Linked DNA regions of Mus musculus: region 2 is linked to region 1. A link is a contact called in public HiChIP or PLAC-seq data. All regions are on one chromosome and are shown on one strand. Each heading gives the region's core, a stretch centred on a gene start, on an enhancer-like site or on the middle of the called end of the contact. The rest is flanking DNA. Distances are from core to core; before and after follow the strand shown.

What was found. HiChIP or PLAC-seq counts read pairs in DNA pulled down with a chosen protein or histone mark.
Region 2: an H3K4me3 HiChIP or PLAC-seq map of the SCID.adh cell line shows a contact between it and region 1, with 11 read pairs. The contact joins the enhancer-like site here to the promoter of Srp68 in region 1. A contact is called at or near these places in 1 of 39 promoter capture datasets (hematopoietic stem and progenitor cells), 4 of 115 datasets of contacts at active chromatin or transcription factors (the SCID.adh cell line, embryonic stem cells and extraembryonic endoderm stem cells) and 3 of 9 other capture datasets (adipose tissue, liver and pancreatic islet).

What each region holds. Positions count from the first base shown.
Region 1 is chr11:116,272,468-116,275,717 of GRCm38.p6, reverse strand. It overlaps Srp68 (signal recognition particle 68), which reads left to right and starts at 1,501. Exons shown (of 16, transcript NM_146032.3): 1 at 1,501-1,792. The coding sequence starts at 1,612.
Region 2 is chr11:116,375,541-116,378,790 of GRCm38.p6, reverse strand. The region is part of intron 2 of Rnf157 (ring finger protein 157); the gene reads left to right. Among named protein-coding and RNA genes, the nearest start is that of Rnf157, 36 kb to the left of the region's middle. Within about 2 kb of position 1,525, at least 87 of the 459 cell types and tissues checked have an H3K27ac peak or open chromatin away from gene starts, as enhancers often do. A contact at or near this core is called in the SCID.adh cell line, where this site is marked.

The sequences.
Region 1 (3,250 bases), core at 252-2,751:
AGCAAAGAGACCTTAAAGCCCACACCTAATAGTGCCTCTCCTCATGGGCCAAACATTCAAACACATGAGTCTATGGAGGCCAGACCTATTCAAACCACCATGTTTTATCACATCAGCAGAAACTCTAAGACACCATTTATTTGTATTTTTAGCTGCACCCTGGGATTGCAGGCCTCCGTTCCTCTCCCCTCCCCCTTTCCTCATGGCAACTGACTTGGCCTCAGTTCTTGGGGTCTGTGAACTCAGTCAGAGAGCAGCTTCCCAATAAACCACCTTTAGTATAATCTTTGAAAAAAAAAGAGGTGGGGGCTGGAGAGATGGCTCAGTGGTTAAGAGCACTGACTGCTCTTCCAAAGGTCCTGAGTTCAAGTCCCAGCAACCACAGGGTAGCTCACAACCATTTGTTATGAGATCTGTGTGTGAAGACAGCTACAGTGTACTTAGATATAATAATAAATAAATAAAAATCTTTTTTAAAAAGTTTATATAGCAAGTTCTTTTTCCTGCTGGGCCATCTCCATGGCTTATTGTTTAGGTGTGTGTGTGTGCAGGCCCATGCTTCACAGCTCAGTATGTGAGTGTAATTCGGAGGACCACTTTTTGAGGTTAGTTTTTGCCTCCCACCTTCTGAAAGCAGTTTGTCTAATTTTTTGTTTTCAAAAGCCTTAACCTTTATTTTTATTTTGTTTTATGTATATGAACATTCTGTCTACACGTATGTCTGTGTACATGTGTTTTGTAGACTACGAAGCCAGAAGAGGGTTGGATCCCTGGGACTGGAATTCTAGATGGTTTTGAGCCACCATTCTCGTGCTAAAAATTAAACCCAGATCATCTTGATAGAGCAACCAGTGTTCTTAACCACTGAGCCATCTGCCCAGGCCCAGTCTTCCTTGATATTTTTGCTGGAGAACTAGTACTCCACACTAGCTGATCTCTGAACTCCGATGGGGGGAAGGGTTGGAGTCATACATTTTTTTGCAACCTCCTTTAGTAACACAAAAGGGTAGACTGAGTTACGCGGCCAGCTTCTTTTCACCTGCCGTGATTGGCACAAGACTGAGACTCCTGGTGTACTCGCCCGCAAAGATTAATAAAAGTCATACTTGGATGGTCACATGATCTAGAGGAGGCCACGGGTCTCAAGCTCCTATTGGGGACACTGCCTTCTGACCGAGGCCTCTTCGTGTGTGTGTGTGTGTGTGTGTCTGTGTGTGTGTGTGTTTTAAATAAGGTCTAACTGTGCAACCCAGACTGACCTCAACTCGAGGCAATCCTCCAGCCTCAGCCTCCTCGGTATTGGGATTAAAGGCGTACACTACCATTCTCTGGGTGCAAGGATGCATGAGGTGGGCATCTTTCTCGGGTCCTCCTATCCTTGGTAGATTTGAAGCGAGGCTAATCCTTAGAAATGCGGAGACCCAGCAACAGCCACGAATTCAACCCAGGAGGCGCAGGCGCACACCAACACACCACAGAGGCCCAAGACATCCGCGGTCTGCGGCGGAGTCCGTCAGTGTACCATCGGCCCAGCCTGGAAAGTGCCGCTCTCTCTCGCCGCTGGTCGTCTCGCCTGCTCCGTTCCATCGTGCTTTGCGGCTCAGGGGCAAGATGGCTGCTGAGAAGCAGATCCCGGGTGGTGGTAGTGGTGGTGGTGGAAGCGGCAGCGGCGGCGGCGGCGGAGGGAGCGGTGGCGGACGCAGTGCCGGAGGAGACGAGAATAAAGAAAACGAACGCCCTTCAGCCGGATCGAAGGCAAACAAAGAGTTCGGGGACAGCCTGAGTTTGGAGAGTATCCTCGAGCGGTGGCCTAACTCGCAATGACTACGTGTCGCTCGGAGGGCTGGGGGCGGGCGAGGCGGCGGGGGCCAGCACCGGGCTGCGGAGCCGAGGTGCGCCGCTGCCTCCTGCCCTTCACTTTCGGCATTCCCGTGTGCATGGTTTGCCTCTCGTCCTGGCTTTCCGGAGCTTGTTTTTGCAAGGGGTATAGAGATGGTAGGCAGGGTTCCCTCTGTGCCCCTCAGATGTCCAGTTGGAGGGCTGAGCCGGGGTTGACACCCTGCCCACCCCACAGAGCTCCTGGTCGGTACCTTGAGCCACCGGACTGTGGAGGGGAAACTGCAGCCTTGACATTTCAGCGTGGAGCTGTTGTCGGACAGCTGTCGAACCCTGGGTCATAAAACAGCGAGATGCTTTGAAAATGGAGGGAGAGTGCTCTCCAGGAAAGCTGCTGCTTACCTGTTTTGAATAGTAGTTACTTTAGTTTGTTAATATCATGTGTATAGTTTTTTGTTTTTTCAAAAGTAGGTCTGTAAGGCATTTTATCTTGTTGGACTCTTCTCGAAGAACTGTAGGAGTTACTTTTTTTTTTTTTTTTTTGAGTGTCCAAGTCCGCATGGGTATGGGTGTAGGTGTAAGCGCTGGTGCTGTGTCTGCAGGTCACAGGTCAACGTCTTCCTAATTCTCTACCTTTGAGACTGGGTCTCCCTCCAAAAGTGCAGCTCACTACTTGGAATAGACTGTATGGCCAGTGGGCTCCAGGGATCTTTCTGTCTCTTGCCATCCCAGCTGTGGGATTACGTGTGCAAACAACAGTATGGCCTTTTTACGTGGGTTCTGGGGAGATCCCAACATGACCTCATGCTTGCTAACAGCAAGTCCTTTACCAGCTGAGCAGTCTTCCCAACCCTCAGGAAACATTTTCTGGTTTGTATTAGCTTATATATCATTTGTGTGGTTCTAATAGCATGTGGCTTTTTTTTTTTAACGTGTTATTTTAAATACTTTTAAATGTTGCTTTATCTTATTTTATGTGTGTGTTTGCCTGCATGTTTGTGTATCACATGTGTGCCTGGTGCCCACAAAGGCCTGAAGAACATATGGATCTCCAGGAATTAGACTTACAGATGTTTAGTTCCTCCACGTGGGTGCTGGGAGCCGACCTGGATTCCTCCAGAAGAGCAGGAAGTGCTGTTAACCACTGAGCCCTCTCCAGCTGGTTTGTTGGTTTCTGAGACAGAGTTTGGCTGTGTAGCCCAATTTGGCCCTGAGCTGCTTCTCATCGCCCGCCGTCCCCTCTGATGCTGAGATAATAGGCATATACTATTGTTGGAGTCCCTTGTGGCTTTTTGAGATGCATACCAAATGGAGGTGGTTTAGAGGAATTTCTGAAATAAAACATGCACTTTGTGTGTGTGTGTGTGTGTGTGTGTATGTAAATTCTCGTGGATTCGTACTTTGCTTTTTGCTC
Region 2 (3,250 bases), core at 276-2,775, 100 kb before region 1:
ATTAAATGTTGTCTTCCACAAGTTGCTTTTGGTCATGGTTAGCCACAGTAATGGGGACCCTAACTGAAACATTATCTTTCTCTCTTTTAAAACAGTGTCTTACCGTGCAGTCCTGGCTAATCTAGAACTCACGGATCTCTGTCTGCTTCAAACTCCTGAGTGCTGGGATTGAACGCATGTGCTAATACCTTGACAGAGTTGGAATTTATGTCTCTGTTGGAAGTTTGCGTCTCAAACAGAGTAAATATTTCTGGGAAGACACAGTCTCTCCAGGGTCACAGCAAAGTAATGTACAGTCTAATTGTGTTTACTCCAAGTGCTCAGGGATTTATAGATGAGATACTTAATTGCTTATATTTCATTTGTACTTTTTGTTTTGTTTTGCTTTTTTTGTTTTTTCAAGACAGGGTTTCTCTGTGTAGCCCTGGTAGTCCTGGAACTCACTCTGTAGATCAGACAGGCCTCGAACTCAGAAATCCGCCTACCTCTTCCTCCTAAGTGCTGGGATTAAAGTCGTGTGTCACACCACTGCCCAGCTATACATTATTTTTAAAGATTTATTTTTGATATTTTTAATTATGTATATGTGTGTGTATATGTGTGGGCATTATGAAAGACAAAAATAATGTAAGAAACAAAGCATGTATCCCAGGTAGAATGTGCTATTGAGGATCATGTCACCATTGCTGATCGCTGGTGACATGCCTTTCAAAGCATTTTCATTTGATCTCAGTTTCCCTTTAAGATACACAGGAGCTGTAATTCTTGTTCTACAGATGGGGACACTGATGTCCAGGGACATTTATAATGACTTGTCTGAGTGTCCTCCGTCAAGTCAGTGGGAGAACAGAGGCAACGCCCTGACCTGACTTCCGATGTCACCCCTGGTAATTAAATCAGTTAGCTTAAGAAATACTAAGTAGCAAGACAACTTAATAAGTAAGTGTGTCCCTCAGGTCCAGTCCTGTGGCCCACCCAGAACTCACGGGGCAGAGACTAGAGAGAGGATGCTAAAAGTTCAAGACCACCTTGGTCTACATAGTGAGTTCTGGACCAGCCAGGCTGCACGGCGTGTGCCCTTGTCACACAAAAGAAATCAGATCTACCTGGTGACCTTTCTTTTTTCAGTTATATTTGTGAGTGTTAATTGTGCACATGTGGTCTGAGAGGCAATACTCAGTCTAGTGAGTCACCCTGGGGCACACACTGCCAGTATATATTTCTGTCTGTACTGGTTTCATCATGCAAGTGGCCCAAAAGTGGGTTTTCCCCTCCAGAATATAATGTCCCAGAATAGCACACACACACACACACACACACACACACACACACACACACACACAGAGTTGTGGTGCACTAGGAAGGTGGCAAGCTGGGCTCAGACACTCTTACAGGATCGTGGGGAAAGGTGCTGTGTGGTGGGAGTCTCTCTGGAAAGTGCCACTGAGAGCCCAGGGCAGCTGTGGTGTTGGGCAGATGAGCTCTGAAGCATCTGGCTGCAGGAATTTCCTCGAAATGTCTTAGAAACCACGGACACTCTCACCCGCTTCCTGTTGCCGTCGTGGTCCCTTACGGGAAACAGTGCTTACTACTGTTGCAGTTCAAAGAAAATTTTGCTTCATTTTTCTGCCTTTTTTTTTTTTCTTTTCCTTTTTTGGTGTGATTCAGGCCTTGAACTTGTGATCTTTCTGCCTCTGCCTTCTGAATGTTAGGGTTACATGTACCACCACACCCAGAGAATTTTCTACTTTTAAAGATATATAAATTTTAATGAGACAGTTCTACTTTCTACTGAAGGCTATAAAAGCCCTTCTGGGCCAAAAAGTCTTAACAACATCTCTAAGTGGCATACTTACTTCATTTTCTAGCCAGTCCATGAGCAAGTGGCTTAGGAGCTCTGATATACAGAAATTAGTTATATGCTTATTTTTTGTAGAAGGCAGAGCTAAGAGTGAGCTAACTGTGGAACATAGTCCTCAGCTGTATCTTATTTTTTTTTTTTAAGATTTATTTACTTACTTATTTATTTATTTATTTATTTATTTAATGTACATGAGTACATTGTAACTGTACTGATGGTTGTGAGCCTTCACGTGGTTGCTGGGAATTTGAATTCAGAACCTCGGCTCGCTCCGGACGACCTCGCTCAATCCCTCTGGCCTAAAGATTTATTTATTTATTATATCTAAGTACACTGTCGCTGTCTTCAGACACACCAGGAGAGGGCATCAGATCCCATTACAGATGGTTGTGAGCCACCATGTGGTTGCTGGGAATTGAGCTCAGGACCTCTGGTAGAGCAGTCAGTGTTCTTAACCCCTGAGCCATTTCTCCAGCCCAATTTTAATGTTTTTGTGTACATATGTGTGTTTGCCTGGGTGAGCTTATGTGCACCATGTGTGTGCAGGAGCCCATGGATGCCAGGAGAGGGTGCAGATGCCCAGGGGCTGGAGTTAGAGATGTGAGCTACCATGCAGGTGCTGCCAGCTGAGCCCTGGCTCCCTGCAAGGGCAGGAAGGACCCTAACTCTGAGCCAGCTCTCCAGCCCGAAAAACTACTTTTATGAATTGTTTTTTGACTTTGCAGAAAAAATTGTTGCTTTGCTGCATAAAACAGCCCAGCAAGGGAAATACATCCCAAAACTGAGAGTGTATTGTTCCTTCTTTGACATTGAAGAGCCGACACCTAGACACTTCTCTCAACTCACAGGCAGTTCCAATGGGGAAAGCCTAGGGTTTTTTTGTTTGTTTGTTTGGTTTTTTTGTTCTTTTGTTTGGTTTGATTTGGTTTTTCAAGACAGGGTTTCTCTGTGTAGCTCTGGCTGTCCTGGAACTCACTTTGTAGACCAGGCTGGTCTTGAACTCAGAGATCTTTTGCCTCCCAAGAGCTGGGATTAAAAGTGTTCACTACCACTGTCCAGCAGTCATTTTTAAGGGAAATGTATTAGTGTGTTGTATGTGCACACATGTATCACATATTCAAGGCGACATTCCAGGACTACCTTTGAGAGTTTCCTCCTTCTCTGCGGGTCCTGGGACTTGAACTCGCTCAGCTTATCAGGTTTCACATGTGGTGAGTTTACCCTGTGAGCCTTCTCACTCACCCCTTCCTGGATCTTGATGAATACAAATTTTAATCTCATAAATTATTGGGTAACTTCTTACTGTATGTTTTATTCTTAAGGAAACAGAGGATTGGTGGGTAAAGCAACTTGTGTAAACCCACGCACACGTTTCACCAGTGGGTCCTG